Linked DNA regions of Mus musculus: region 2 is linked to region 1. A link is a contact called in public promoter capture Hi-C data. All regions are on one chromosome and are shown on one strand. Each heading gives the region's core, a stretch centred on a gene start, on an enhancer-like site or on the middle of the called end of the contact. The rest is flanking DNA. Distances are from core to core; before and after follow the strand shown.

Region 1 (6,369 bases), core at 2,883-5,382:
TCTGGAAAAGGCAAATGCACACAAGAATTCTCTGATTTCACTGACCTCAGTGCTCTCTTACAAATCTCCTACACATTGATACGCTAGCCCTGTCTATCATTCAGCTTACACACTACAACTGTACCATAATTTAACAAGCTAAGGGTGTCTAGACTAGAGAAAATATGACAACTACTTTCAAGTATTCAAGGGTTATGAAATAGAAGATAAAACAGGTTTGTTTAATCTTATACTCCAAGGACAGACTAGAAAAATACATGGAAAATTTCAGACTGGTAACAATGTTTGAATTAGATTCTTTCCAAGAAAGTCACAGGCTGTTTGTTCATTGTTTAATGTACTTTGAAACAAAGAGTATCATAAAAGCAAGAAATCTGTACAACAAATAGGATGTTAGACTAAGCCTAATTCTCTGAACCTGATAAACCACTCTGACCAGAGCCTTCCATTTTCACGTCATGCACTATCTTATTCTCTTTTCATCTGGTCTCCAACCTGTTAATTATAACTGTAGCCCTATGATGAGTCCATGTGCTCCTGGCCTACCACCTGTACATGGCTTTGCTTTCTTCCCTGCTTGACCACTTCAGCCACTTTCAACCCCATGTCACTCCAGTCTCTAAGTCTCACTTGCTCAGCTGACTTTCTAATTTGAATGAGCTGAATCATTCACATTTTGTTTGCTTCTACAGTCAGGTAGACCTAAAAAGAAAATTACACAACCACGTGAGATGCTGTCAGCATACACCAATGGTCAGTGCTCAGTGGGGGCACTTGACACTATCTAGTACCTTCCAGGCTTCTACAAACTCTCAAACTAATGTGAAACAATAACTAGAAAAGAGCTGAGCAATCAGCCAGTGAGGTGGCTTAGCAGATAAAGGCACTTACAGCAAATAAAGCCTGATTATCTGAGCTCAATCTCTGAGATCCAAATGTCAGAAGAAGAGAATCAAGTCCCCCAAGTTGTCCTTTGCACTGAGGAAACTGAGTTAGAAGAACTGCTGTTAAGTTTCAGTCCAGTCTGGCTATAGAGTGAGTACCAAGGCAGCAAGGGCTACGGATAGCAAGACCTTAACCCCAAGTCCTGATCCGCACCCCCCCTTCCCCAAATCTAGTTAAAATACATATTTTCATTCGGTGAATGTGAAAAGGAGATGGTGTACTTTAAGTGAGCTCTTAGGTCATGGATGCTGCATCTACTGATTCAGGGAGCACACAGGGAGGGCAGAAACTTATCCAGATAGCACCCTTACTCTCCAGAGATGACATGATATCTTACTGTAAGTAAACTGAAATAGGCCAGGTGGTAGTAGCACACACTGTTATTCCCAGCACTAGGAGGGCAGAGACAGGTGGATCTCTGTAAGTTCAAGGTCAGCCTGGTCTACAGAGAGAGTTCCAGGGCAGTCAGGGATACAGAGAAAAACCCTGTCTTCAGAAGAAATAGAAAAAGGAAATTGAAATAATTAGACCTAAACTCTTTTACTCCTCCCCACATCAAGCCTATTAGAAAATGCTTTCTTTCTTTTTCAAAGAAAGATGTTTCATTTTATTTAAAGCAAGTCTCTCCACTTGAACTCTGAATACCAGCCCTCCTAACTTATAAAGTACACTAAAAAGCAAACCAAAAACAAAACAAAAGACAGCTGGTGCGATGGCACATGCATTTGATTCTAGCACTTACAGAGGCAGAAATACTTCTGTGAGTTCAAGCCAGCCTGATCTACACATTGGTCAGTTAGGGTTACATAGGTGAGACTCTGTCTCAAGAAGACCCAGTAGAAGTAGTAGTAGTGGTAATGGTGGTAGTGGTAGCAGTAGCAAAAAACTGTCAACAGTAATAAAAAGTTGTCAATGAAGTGCTCAACAGAAATGAGGCAGTGCCCAAATCCCAAGGCTCAGTGACCATTGAAGAAAAAGGGCAGCAAGACTCTGAAATCCAGAGTTGGACTGGATCCAAAGAGTTTCTTCGGGACATGACAGGACTACTGCACTCATGAACTCTTATCAGCTATGGCCGCCTGCATGAAATCAAGCAAGTCAACACTATAGCATTGAAAGGGACAGGGGCATGAGCTCCCACTCATAACTGCAGAGTTACAGACAACTGATAGCTTCTGGGGAAGAGAAAACCCAATTTTTAAGGTTGTGGCCCCTGGTAAATCAACCAAACTCCAGTGGATGCCCTACACCAAGGAGTATATGAGAAGTACCTCATGGATCATTTTTTAAAAAGGACACAAAACTGGGGACACTATGAGGGAGGGAGGAGTGAATCTGAGAGGAGTTAGGAGCAGTAGGGTGAAATGGTCAAAATACACTCTATTAAATTTTCAAAGAATAAAAATATTTTTAAATCATTTAGATTTATTTATGTGTATCTGTATCCTGCCTTCATGTAAATATGTGACAACATCTACATGCCCAGTGCCCTCAAGGGTCAGAAGAGGGCATCAGATACTTTGGAATTAAAGTTACAGATTGCTGTTAGTCACCATGTGAATGTTAGGAATCAACTCGGGGCCCTCTGCAAGAGCAACTGGTACTTTTAACTGCTGAGCTATCTCTCCATAACCCCTAAAAAGATTTCTTAAAATTAAAATTAAAAATATCAGTATTTCCAAATTCTTCTTCATAAAACAGTCTTGCCCTGGTCAGTACCAAAGTCACTGAGTCCAAGTGATTATTGAGGACTTTAAATGTGCTCAGTTCAATTGAGATGTGTTGTGTTTAAAATCTCATTAATAGTTTTATAATATTACTATTAAAATATTTTTATACTTTGAGCTAAATAACATTTCACTGAATTAACTGAAATTAATTTCCTCTTTCTTTTTACTTTTTTTTTTACTTTTTTCTTTTCTTTCTTTCTTTTTTTAAAGACACACACTCTGGCTATTTGGCCAAGCATATACTAAAATTTCTGATTCTCCTATTTTAAACTCCTCTGTGAGCCACCATGTTACCATCATGGTTTAACCTCCTAAACATGACTACTAGAGAACTAAAAGTATGTGACAGTTTTCAGCATGGCATATACCTATAGCATACACCATGGGCTCTACTATCTTTTTTAAGGGTTGGGGGAAAATTAAACTTGAAGGGTATTCCCCTCTACTCCATTCCCCGCCCCTCCCCGCTGCTCCCCTGGTTTCTTCTTTCTTTTTTACTTCCTATCTACTCCTCTGCAGACCTGCCTGACTTCTGACTTATTTAAAAAGTCTCTTTGAGCTGACCAAAGCCTTCTTAGGTGGCAAACAAAAGCAATACTTTCCAATCAGAACGTTCTGTTAAACGACCATCCCCTCTTCCTTAATGGCTGTGTGCAGGGACTGTGCGGGTTGTCCTGGTAGCCCTGGCATCTCTGGTGCATGCACGGCTGGGCCCACTGCAGGCCTGCAGCAAACAAGCACACGCACGACTGCACTACTGGCTAAGCCTGCGCTCGGTCGGCCTTCCAAGGTCCCCGCGGCGCCACAGCCTGCCCTCCCGGGCGCGCGAGGCTGTCTGTCCTCACGCAGTCCATAAGGACACACCTTGGCTTTTACCTTCCCCGCCACGCAGGTGACTGTCCTGCCGCACCTAGCAACGACAGCTCTCGCGGCTGTACAGAATGGCTGGTGGATTGCAAAAACACCTCGAGCCCACTTCCCCGTTCCGCGGGCTGACGCGGAGCACCGCGGCGCGTGTAGGTTAGAAACTGCAGACCCTGGTCCCGCGGCGTCGCCCGGCGCTGCGGTCCGCGGTGGCCTTGCGGGGCAAACGACAGCCGCAGACCCACGCGGGCCACAAGGCCCGCTGCCGTCCCCAGCTCCCTCGCCTCCCCCGAGGCCCGGGTGACAGAGACGCCCGTCCATCAGCGCCCTTACCGGAGCGGCGGTCGCCTCAGCCATGGCCCTCCGCTGCCCGGTCCTGTCCCGGGAGTCGCCACCACACGCAGGCCCGGCTGCTCAGTGCTCTCGGCAGACGGCGAGAAGCGGTCTCGCGTTGCTCGCTCTGACAGGACTCGCGCGGCAATCGGGCTTCCGGGGGCGCTGGGACGCAGAGGAGCTGAGTAGCGAGCAGCCTACGCCGCACCGGCTGCAGCCGCCCCTCAGCTGGCGCTTTGTGGGCAGCGAGTACTGCAGGCGCTCTGCCGGCCTAGACGCGCCCCCCTCCGGTCGGTCCTCCCGGGACAGCGCGCCCCCTGGCGGCCCCCGCATCCGGAGCGCCTTCCCAGAGGTCAGCTTCTGAGAAAAGAGTTTTGGTGAACGCAGATCCAACCTACTCGGGTTTCCCATCCATCTGAGAAGACCCAGCAGATGCTACATAGTTTAAGAGCCAGGGAGCGGTGTCCAGGCTGGACGATAGTGTAATCGGCTACCAGAGTGAGCTAGGTGGGAATGATGGAGTTATATCGTTCGTAGAAATTACAAATATGACTTGTATTGGCACCAGAGATTCTGATTATTTTGATTATTGTCTCACTTGGGCTTGGATGAGAAGTAGAATTTTTATAAAGATTTGTTTCTTTTAATTTTATATGTATAAATGTTTCTCTACACTTGGATGTCTACTGCCTATGGAGGCCGGAATAGGATGCAGGATAACCTGGAACTGGAGCTACACACACAGTTGTGAGCCAAACCCAGATCCTCTGCCGAGCTCACTCACCAGCACCGACAAGTGGACTACTTGAGCCAACAGAAATAAAGCTTGTGGTTAGATTTGCTGGATCTGGACTAAGGACCAACAAAAGACAGAGTTGTGTGTTTAACAGCTTGTGTGGCAGAAAGATAATCACACAGCCATAACTTTCCAGTATTTCTCTTTTTTCAAACATGTATGAACCAAAGTCTTCTCAGACATTTATCTCAGTAAATGAAATGAATCCATTCAATGCCCTCAACAGTAGACTGTCTATAGTGCCCCCACAGTATAGGGATCTTCCTGCTGGGCCACTACCACTTGAGTGTACTGTGAGTCTTTATAGTGTACATACAAAGCAATATCTTGTGTATACTTTGAGTCTACTTGAGCATGAACTGTGGTCAGATGGTGCATAGTTGGGAGTTAAAACTACCGTTCTCTAAACTAGAACATCACTATAATGGAATGAACTAGAAAAAGAAGAAAGAAGAGGAGGAGAAAGAAAGAGAGAGACAGAGATAGAGAGAAATAATTGACCTCAGGAAAATAATTAGTGATTTTATTATTAAAAGACATAATTTTTAAATGTGGCCTTCGGCCTGGCAGTGGTGATGCCCATCTTCAGTCCCAGCACTTGGGAGGCAGAGGCAGGTGAATCTGTATAAGTTTGAAGCCAGCTTGGTCTACAGAGTGAGTTCCAGGAAAGCCAGGGCTACACAGAGAAACCCTGTCTCAAAAACAAAAACAAAAAACAAAAAACAAAACAAAACAAAACAAAACAAAACAAAACAAAAAAAGGCCTTAGAAAGCAAGAATAAAGCCTGATATGATGGTACTTGCTTTTAATCCATGCACTAGGAAGCAGAAACAGGAAACTTTCTGTAAGTTTAAGGCCAGCCTGGACTCCAAAGCAAGTTCTAGGTCATTTGGAGCTCTACAGTGGAACCCTGTTTTAAGGGGGTGGGTGACTAATTTCCAAACTCTCTGTTTCCCTCCTAGTTGTCAGATGCTCCTATGGATATGAAACATGAACATTTGTATGACTAAACAATCCTTAATCCTTTAACTTTTTGAGGCATGTAGCCCAGGTAGTGAAGGATGACTGTGACCTCCTGATCTTCCTGCCTCTACCTCCCAAAGGTTGGATAAGCAAGACACATTCAACTGAGCCCCACCAAGCATCAGGGCTAGCTCTGTCTGTTCAAAATAATGATGCCATCACCAAGCTGTTAAATGTTTCATCCTCTAAAACAGTGGTGTAGAGAGAATATCTTGTGTATTGTATGCATATATCACCTGTCAATTAAAAAGCCTATGGCCTTAAATAGGAGGTAGAACATCCAGGAGGCAGAAAGGTTTCTGGGTATGAGATTTGTCCAGGACGACGTGATGAGGGATGTATGAGGGATGCTTCTTCTGGTCTCCACCTCCTGCATTCACATGATGCACAGAAACTTACAAAACCTCACACACATAAATAAAAAATGAATCTGAAAACAAACAAAGAGGACTGGAGAGGTGGCTTGGTGGTTAGCAGCACTTGTTGCTTTTGCAGAGGACTTGGGTTCTATTCCCAACACCTACAAGATAGCAACAACCATCTGTAGCTTCAGTTCCAGAGGACCTGACATCCTTTTCTGGCCTCCAGGGACACTTCATACACATGAATACAGACATATAGGCAGGAAAACCAAGACCCATAAAATAAAAATGAGTATATCTTTTAAAGAGAGACTT
Region 2 (6,369 bases), core at 1,915-4,414, 1.2 Mb before region 1:
CCTCTGCAGGCACCACCATTACAATAAAATACGACTTTTTAAAGATTTAAAAACAGAGAAACCCTGTCTCAAAAAAAAAAAAAAAAATTAACCCAATAAAGAAAAGATACATTTTTTAAAAGAGCAGCAAACAGAGATGAAAACATAAGGATTTAGGATGAGGCAAAACTTCTTAGATGAACACCAAAAGTATAATCCATAAAAGAAAAACAATGATGTATGAAATTTTACTCAAGTAAGAAACTTCTGCCCTGTGACATCCAGTAGAAAGAAGTAAAGGAGAGTGGAGAAGACCAAACTTCCACCAATATTAAAAAGCAATTCTAATTTGAAAATGGGAACAGATATGAGAGAACACTTCAGAGAATGTATGGACACTGAATACTAGAGGATTGTTGACGAACCCCCCTGCAGACCTATGGAGCCACTACCACCAATTGGGCCACCACACACTTCTGGCAGGAACCTGAGAAGGCACAGCCACCCTGCTAAATTCTACAAAGACTCGACGTAGCGTAAGCATTATATATAACTTGTCCAAATTGTACTTTTTAGTACGAATCCGAGGGAAATGGACATGAGGAGTCGTAGCATCTTGAGCTGGAATAGCTCTCTGTCCTTTGGTGGGTGAGCGGTTAAAGTGGTACTTTATGACCATGGGCGACTACTCAGAAAGAACAAGGAACAACCTATTTGGTACAGCAATGTCAATAGATCTCCAGGGACTCACACTGAGGAGAAACCCAAGCCGATGTCTAAAGTTCATACGACTAAGTTCCCTTGTGTGGCATTCTGGAAATGCTAAGATATTTACATGGACAGACTCCTAGTGGCCAGGGATTGGAGCTGGGTAGAGGAGGGTATTTGGCTATAAAAGGGCATGGGTAAAGGTTGTATTGGAATCTGCCTGAATTATTCCTTTCAATTTCACATGAGTACACCGTTAGCCTAACACATGGAAGTTCAACTTACAACCAGACAAGCCCGATAATAAGCAAACTATAACGGGAAAATGGGGCGCGGGGGCAGAGTGGAGGTAACCCTGAGTTGGTTACCTTCTCTTCACCCCAACTCCTCATGTTCGGGCTGCTCACTACCTGCCTCCTATGGATTGCTAACCCCTACAGGGCTTGCTCATTGTGTCTGGAATATTTAGTACAGTATAAGATGAGCCCAAGAATGCCTGGGGCTTTGAGACTTCTATTAAAAGTCCATACCCTTCAAGTTCTGGCTACTGGTTGGGTTTTTGTTTTGTTTTTCCTTGGGGGGGGGGGTAGTTGGTTGGTTTTTTTTTTTTTTTTTTTCAAGTCAGGGTCTCACTATGTAGCTCAAACTGTCCTAGAACTCACTATGTAGACTAGGATGACCCCAGACTCACAGAGATCTACCTACCTCTGCTTCCTGAGTGTTGGGATTAAAGACATGAACCATTTATCCTGGCTTTGGCTACTGTTTTACCGACCCTCAAACTGTGGGTGAAAGGTCTTTGCTGGCTTTTCCTATTCTTATTCCTCTAGGTTATTATAACTTGTTGGCAGGAGGTATGGAGTGGGGTAGGGTGGGATAGGGGGAACAGAGGTGTGTAGCTCTGTCCTTAAAAATGCCATTGAATGTGTGTTCTGGCCACGTGCCCTTGCTAGCTGATCTCCCAAGACTCTATAGCCCACTTTTGTAAACGAGGAAAAGGAAATTTATTGAAGCTAACTCACTCATGGCCCAGCCTAGCAGTTGGCACATATTCAAGTCTGTCCTATCCCAAACCCTGGCAGGAAGAACTGCCAGGGAGAGGTGGCATGCTTCCCTACTGCCTGCTCTCTGTGTGACCTGAGCGAATTCCTGGCCCTCTCTGTGGCCTGTGGCCCGGTTTCTCATCTGGGGAAACTGGATAATTCCAAGGTCAGAGTCCCCTCTCTCTGTGAAGGCACCACACCTAGACACAAGATGGGCCGTTCCGTTTGTCAACCCGCTGCCTGCCATCTCTGGGTTTAAAATCCAAACTCAGAGGTGGAGTCTCAGGCAGGACGCCCCAAGTCTGGGGCATCACTGGCTTTGAGGATCCCTGGTTCGGGGCGCGGCTGTGATGGGGCTGGGCTGCTTGCCCTTTTGCCTGGCAATTCTTGGGTGCAGGGACCACAGCGGTTCCACTCTGCCTGGCCTGGGATCCACCCCAGCCAGGACAACCTACCCGAGGACCTGCCTTGCACAAGAGAAGGCAGGGGGTGACGAGATACTCCTCTCCTTTGGAACTGCCTGGCAACCAGCCAGGCGGCCACATTCGGGGTAAGGCAAGGTTCTGGACCGGGCTGGTCTCCGGCCCCTGGAAGTGAGGGGCCTTCTCTTTCCCCTGCTCACTAGCTCCGCTAAGAACAGGACAGCTACACCCTGGTCAGGACAAGGATGCTAGACCAGTATGTCCAACACTGAAAGATGCCTCTGCCACTCACTAGGAAGCTTTGTTAGTAGGGCCCCTGCCATAGAATCCGCCCAGGGTGGAGCCCCTCAGTATCTGCATAGAGTCCTCAGTATCTGCACTGAAGCAGCAGTTGGCCCTGCAGCGAGCAGAGGATGCGGTGGGATGGGGGAGTTCCGCAAAGTTAGCCAGAGCCTCATTTAAGAGCTCCGCCCTGTGAGCAGGAAGCAGATAAGGGTGATTTGGGAGACTTGCTTTATTCTGGGGTACAGGCTGTCCTCCCCTTCCAGCCTCAATCTGGCCAGAGTGGAAAAAGCTTCCAGGGGCCTCGTGGCTTTTGCTCTCCGTGAGTCCTAAGCAAAGAACACACTCCCAGCATTTGGAACAGACCCTGTCTGCGGACCCCCAAACTCCAGTCAAAGGGCCTGGCCCATCATTTGGGTCAACGAGTGTAAGCGCCCAGAGAGGACGGGACTCACGCTTGGCAGCCTGGAGAGGCAGTCCTGCAGCCAGCAGCAGAAATCCCAGGACCCCGCAGAGACTTTCCATGCTGACTCCGAGCGCCTGCAACCAGTCAGGGCTTGACTCTGACTCCCCAGTCCCATCCACCAGGAGTCACAGTGTCGGCCTCCTGCGATCCGCTCTGTTTTATGAAATACGGGGCCAGAGGGAGATCATGTGATGTTTTAAGCAGTGTGGCTTGATCTCCCAAATTCCATCGCTTAACAACTCGTGCTCATGAGTCACTTGCCCCTGGCATCTATTTATTGACTTCGGATGCACGGTGTTTTCATTTTGTGATGCCACATTTGCTCCTCCCCCCTTTCTCTCCCTCCCCCTCCATCTTTCCTAGCTTAAAGGGAGCTTTCTAACATCCTGTTCTGACATTCTTTACCAAACGAAACCTGGTCGTTGGTGGACTTTGTGGTTTCTCTTTTGTGTCACTTCGGTACTCACACTGAAACATCTTTCCAGAATCTGGACAGCCCGCGTTCTCTTCCCCCAGAACAGACAGATCCAAGGTATCATTTCAGTCAATGCCACTGTGCTGTGCATGCATGCATACAAACATTGCATGCTATGTCAGAAATTGCAAGTTCGGGACAGCCCACGGGCTTCAAGCAGAGGAGAAATGTACCCCAAAGCTAAAGTTTCTGGCATATCGACCTGGCTCTGCAGAATGCCCAGAACGAACTGCATCATTTTTGGTAACTTCTCTAAGATAGCTGCTCCAAGTAACTTCAGGCGACTTGTGGGAAGCACACTTGTATTGCCAAAGAGCAAGCATTAGGTGTGAAATCACCCGTCTCTGGAACATAAATGTCATGTGATTAAGCTGTTTCTGGTTGTAGACTGTGGAAACTTGGCCCTGTGACCCTCTCACTGTCAGGACACATCCCTAAGACTGTTTTCTGGGCAGGAGAAGTCTTGGTTGTGGCACACAGTGACTTACAGTCCATTGTAATTCAGGGACCAGAGCTCCTGTGGGGGAAAACCACGTGGAGCAGAAGTGGACGCAACCACAAAGAAGCAAAAGTCTCCAATGCAGAGGAGAAAGGGAAAGAACTGCTTTTGTGTAACATAAATCATATACAGAGCTCTGTCTGCTTGTTTACACACATGTAACCTTTCAATTAAAAATGAACACCCTCTTCTGGTGTGTCTGAAGACAGCTACCATGTACTCATAAGTAAAATAAACAAACATGTCGGTGAACTCCTTCAGTCCCAGCACTAGAGAGGCAGAGGCATCTGGATGTCTCTAAGTTCAAGCCCAGCCTGGTCCTACTTAGCAAGTTCCAGGGAAGCTAAGGCTACAGAGTGAGTCCCTGACTCAAAAACAAAACAAAAGTAAAAAAATCAGAAAAGCGAGCTTTTGTGCTGGTACGCTTGTTCAGTAGGTGAAGACATTAACCTACCAAGCTTGAAGATCTGAGTTTAATCCCTGGAACCTGTGTGGTGGGAAGAAGAAACTAACTTTTGCAAGTTGTCCTCTGATCTTCACACAAGAGCCGTGGCATGTGCCCTTATCCCCAACCCCCAAGCAAATGTAAAAACTGAAACAAGTTTTCAACTTTGGGCAAACCTCCTGGTAACACCTGAGGTGTTAGCACCCTTGGTCGCAGATACAGTTCTGGTTTGCATTTTTGGTTAGATAAGTGATCTTTGTCTTTAAGTAAATTGGATATTAAGCTCTTCTTCAATAAGTCTTTGTTTAGGAAGTTGCAACAATTAAATTATCTTTTACTTTGTGCCTTCCTTGCCCCATCATCAGAGTTGGTAGCCACTAGGCAGAAATGAACAAGAAATGGGAACATCATCTTCTTCATCATCATCTTCATCACCATCATCACCATCATCACTATCATCTCCTCTTCTTCTTCCTCTTCCTCCTCTTCTTCCCCTTCTTCCTTTTCTTCTCTCCTCCACATCTTTCTCCTCATCTCACCCTCCTCCTCTTCCTTCTTCTTCCTTCTCTTCCCCATTTTTCCTTCTCCTCCTCTCCCTCCACTTCATCTTGCAGAGGGCCTAGGTTCAATCCCCAGCACCATCACGATGACTTACAGCCATTTGTAACTCCAGTTCAAGGGACCTGACACCTTTTTCTGACTTCCTTAGGCATCAGACTTGTGGTACACGAACATTCACGAAGGTAAATCGCTCATACCTGGAACATTTTAAAAGGAAGTTTATGATTCCAAAGAGCTATACATAGGATAATCTGCTTTTGACAATCAGAAATTGCCAACATATCCAGGATCCAGGACATTGAGGAGGTATATTCATACCTTATTTTATCAAAGAAACATCATCTTGTAAAAATTTTGGAATAATTCACTGAAGGAAGCATGTGGATTATCAGGAATTACATCTGCTCTGCTTAGACCTCTGACGAGGGAGGCAGGCAGCAGGCACTGTTAGAGAAACATCCCTACCAGCCCTTCAGCACCTCGTATTGACTCTCCTTCAGGTGGCCACTGTTTGCCTTTGGAAGCTGTGCCTGGGATGTGGAGACTGAAGCAGCCACCCAAGGGGGCCGAAACCACACCCGGGAGTCACTGCTGGGTCTGGGGTGTGGCCTGTAACTTACTGGACAGCTGAAGATGATTTTGAACTTCTGATCCTCTTGGCTACACCTCCTAAAAGCTGGGATAGCAGGTGTGTGCTACCACACCTATATGGTGCTGGGGAGCTAACCTGGGGCTCTACGAGCTGGGCGAGTACTCTGCACTTCAGGGTCATCCCAAGCGCTTCCTCAGTTAACATTTTTCTTTCCGATTTTAGAAATTACTCAGTCCAGAGTGGGGTTTTAAAATGAGATCACAAAACCCAGTTAAGATCTAGTCCATTAGCCCTTACAATTATTTCTATGTGTAGTGTTTTGCCCACTTGTATGTCTGTACAACACACATGTGTCTGGAGGCCAGAAGAGGGTGTCAGATCCCTTGGGTGGTTATAGATGCTTGTGAGCCACCAGGTGGTAAGCACTCCTAACTGCTGAGCCATCTCTTTAGCCCACAGATCTGTAACTTACTTAGATAGCCACTCTTTAGTTTTCTTTAATAAATTGCCAGAACTCTGAGATTTAAAACAATGAAAATTTATTAACTCGCTGCCCTGGCAGCCAGAAGTCTGAAAGGAGTCTCAACTGGGCAGAAACCAAGTGTCAGCATGCTCTAGTGAGGGGCCCACTTCTCCGACTCTTCCCTAGTCTCTAGCTTCTTACACTTCCTGGCTTGCGACCTCCTTCCCTCTCTGGCTCCATCAATGACAGTGGGGTCTTTCTCACATTTCAGTCTTCTGTCATTGATTCCCCCGCCCCATCCCCTATCCCGTGTGACTTACAGGTCCCTTGTCATTTCATGGGGTCCACCTGGATGTTCCAGAACCATTTCCTGTCAAAAGATCAGTTTTGATGCAACCTTCATTCCCGTCTTTAGGTATTTGCTGTGTCACAGA

Evidence for each region. Promoter capture Hi-C pulls out the DNA fragments that hold promoters and counts their contacts.
Region 2: a promoter capture Hi-C map of embryonic stem cells shows a contact between it and region 1, with 5 times the contacts expected there. The contact joins the promoter of Gpnmb here to the promoter of Zfp398 in region 1. A contact is called at or near these places in 2 of 39 promoter capture datasets (embryonic stem cells and liver) and 2 of 115 datasets of contacts at active chromatin or transcription factors (bone marrow-derived dendritic cells and embryonic stem cells).

The regions. Positions count from the first base shown.
Region 1 is chr6:47,833,424-47,839,792 of GRCm38.p6, reverse strand. It overlaps Zfp398 (zinc finger protein 398), which reads right to left and starts at 4,132. Exons shown (of 6, transcript NM_027477.3): 1 at 3,873-4,132. The coding sequence starts at 3,896. It also overlaps a transcript of Zfp786 not described here.
Region 2 is chr6:49,033,313-49,039,681 of GRCm38.p6, reverse strand. It overlaps Gpnmb (glycoprotein (transmembrane) nmb), which reads right to left and starts at 3,164. Exons shown (of 11, transcript NM_053110.4): 1 at 2,890-3,164. The coding sequence starts at 2,959.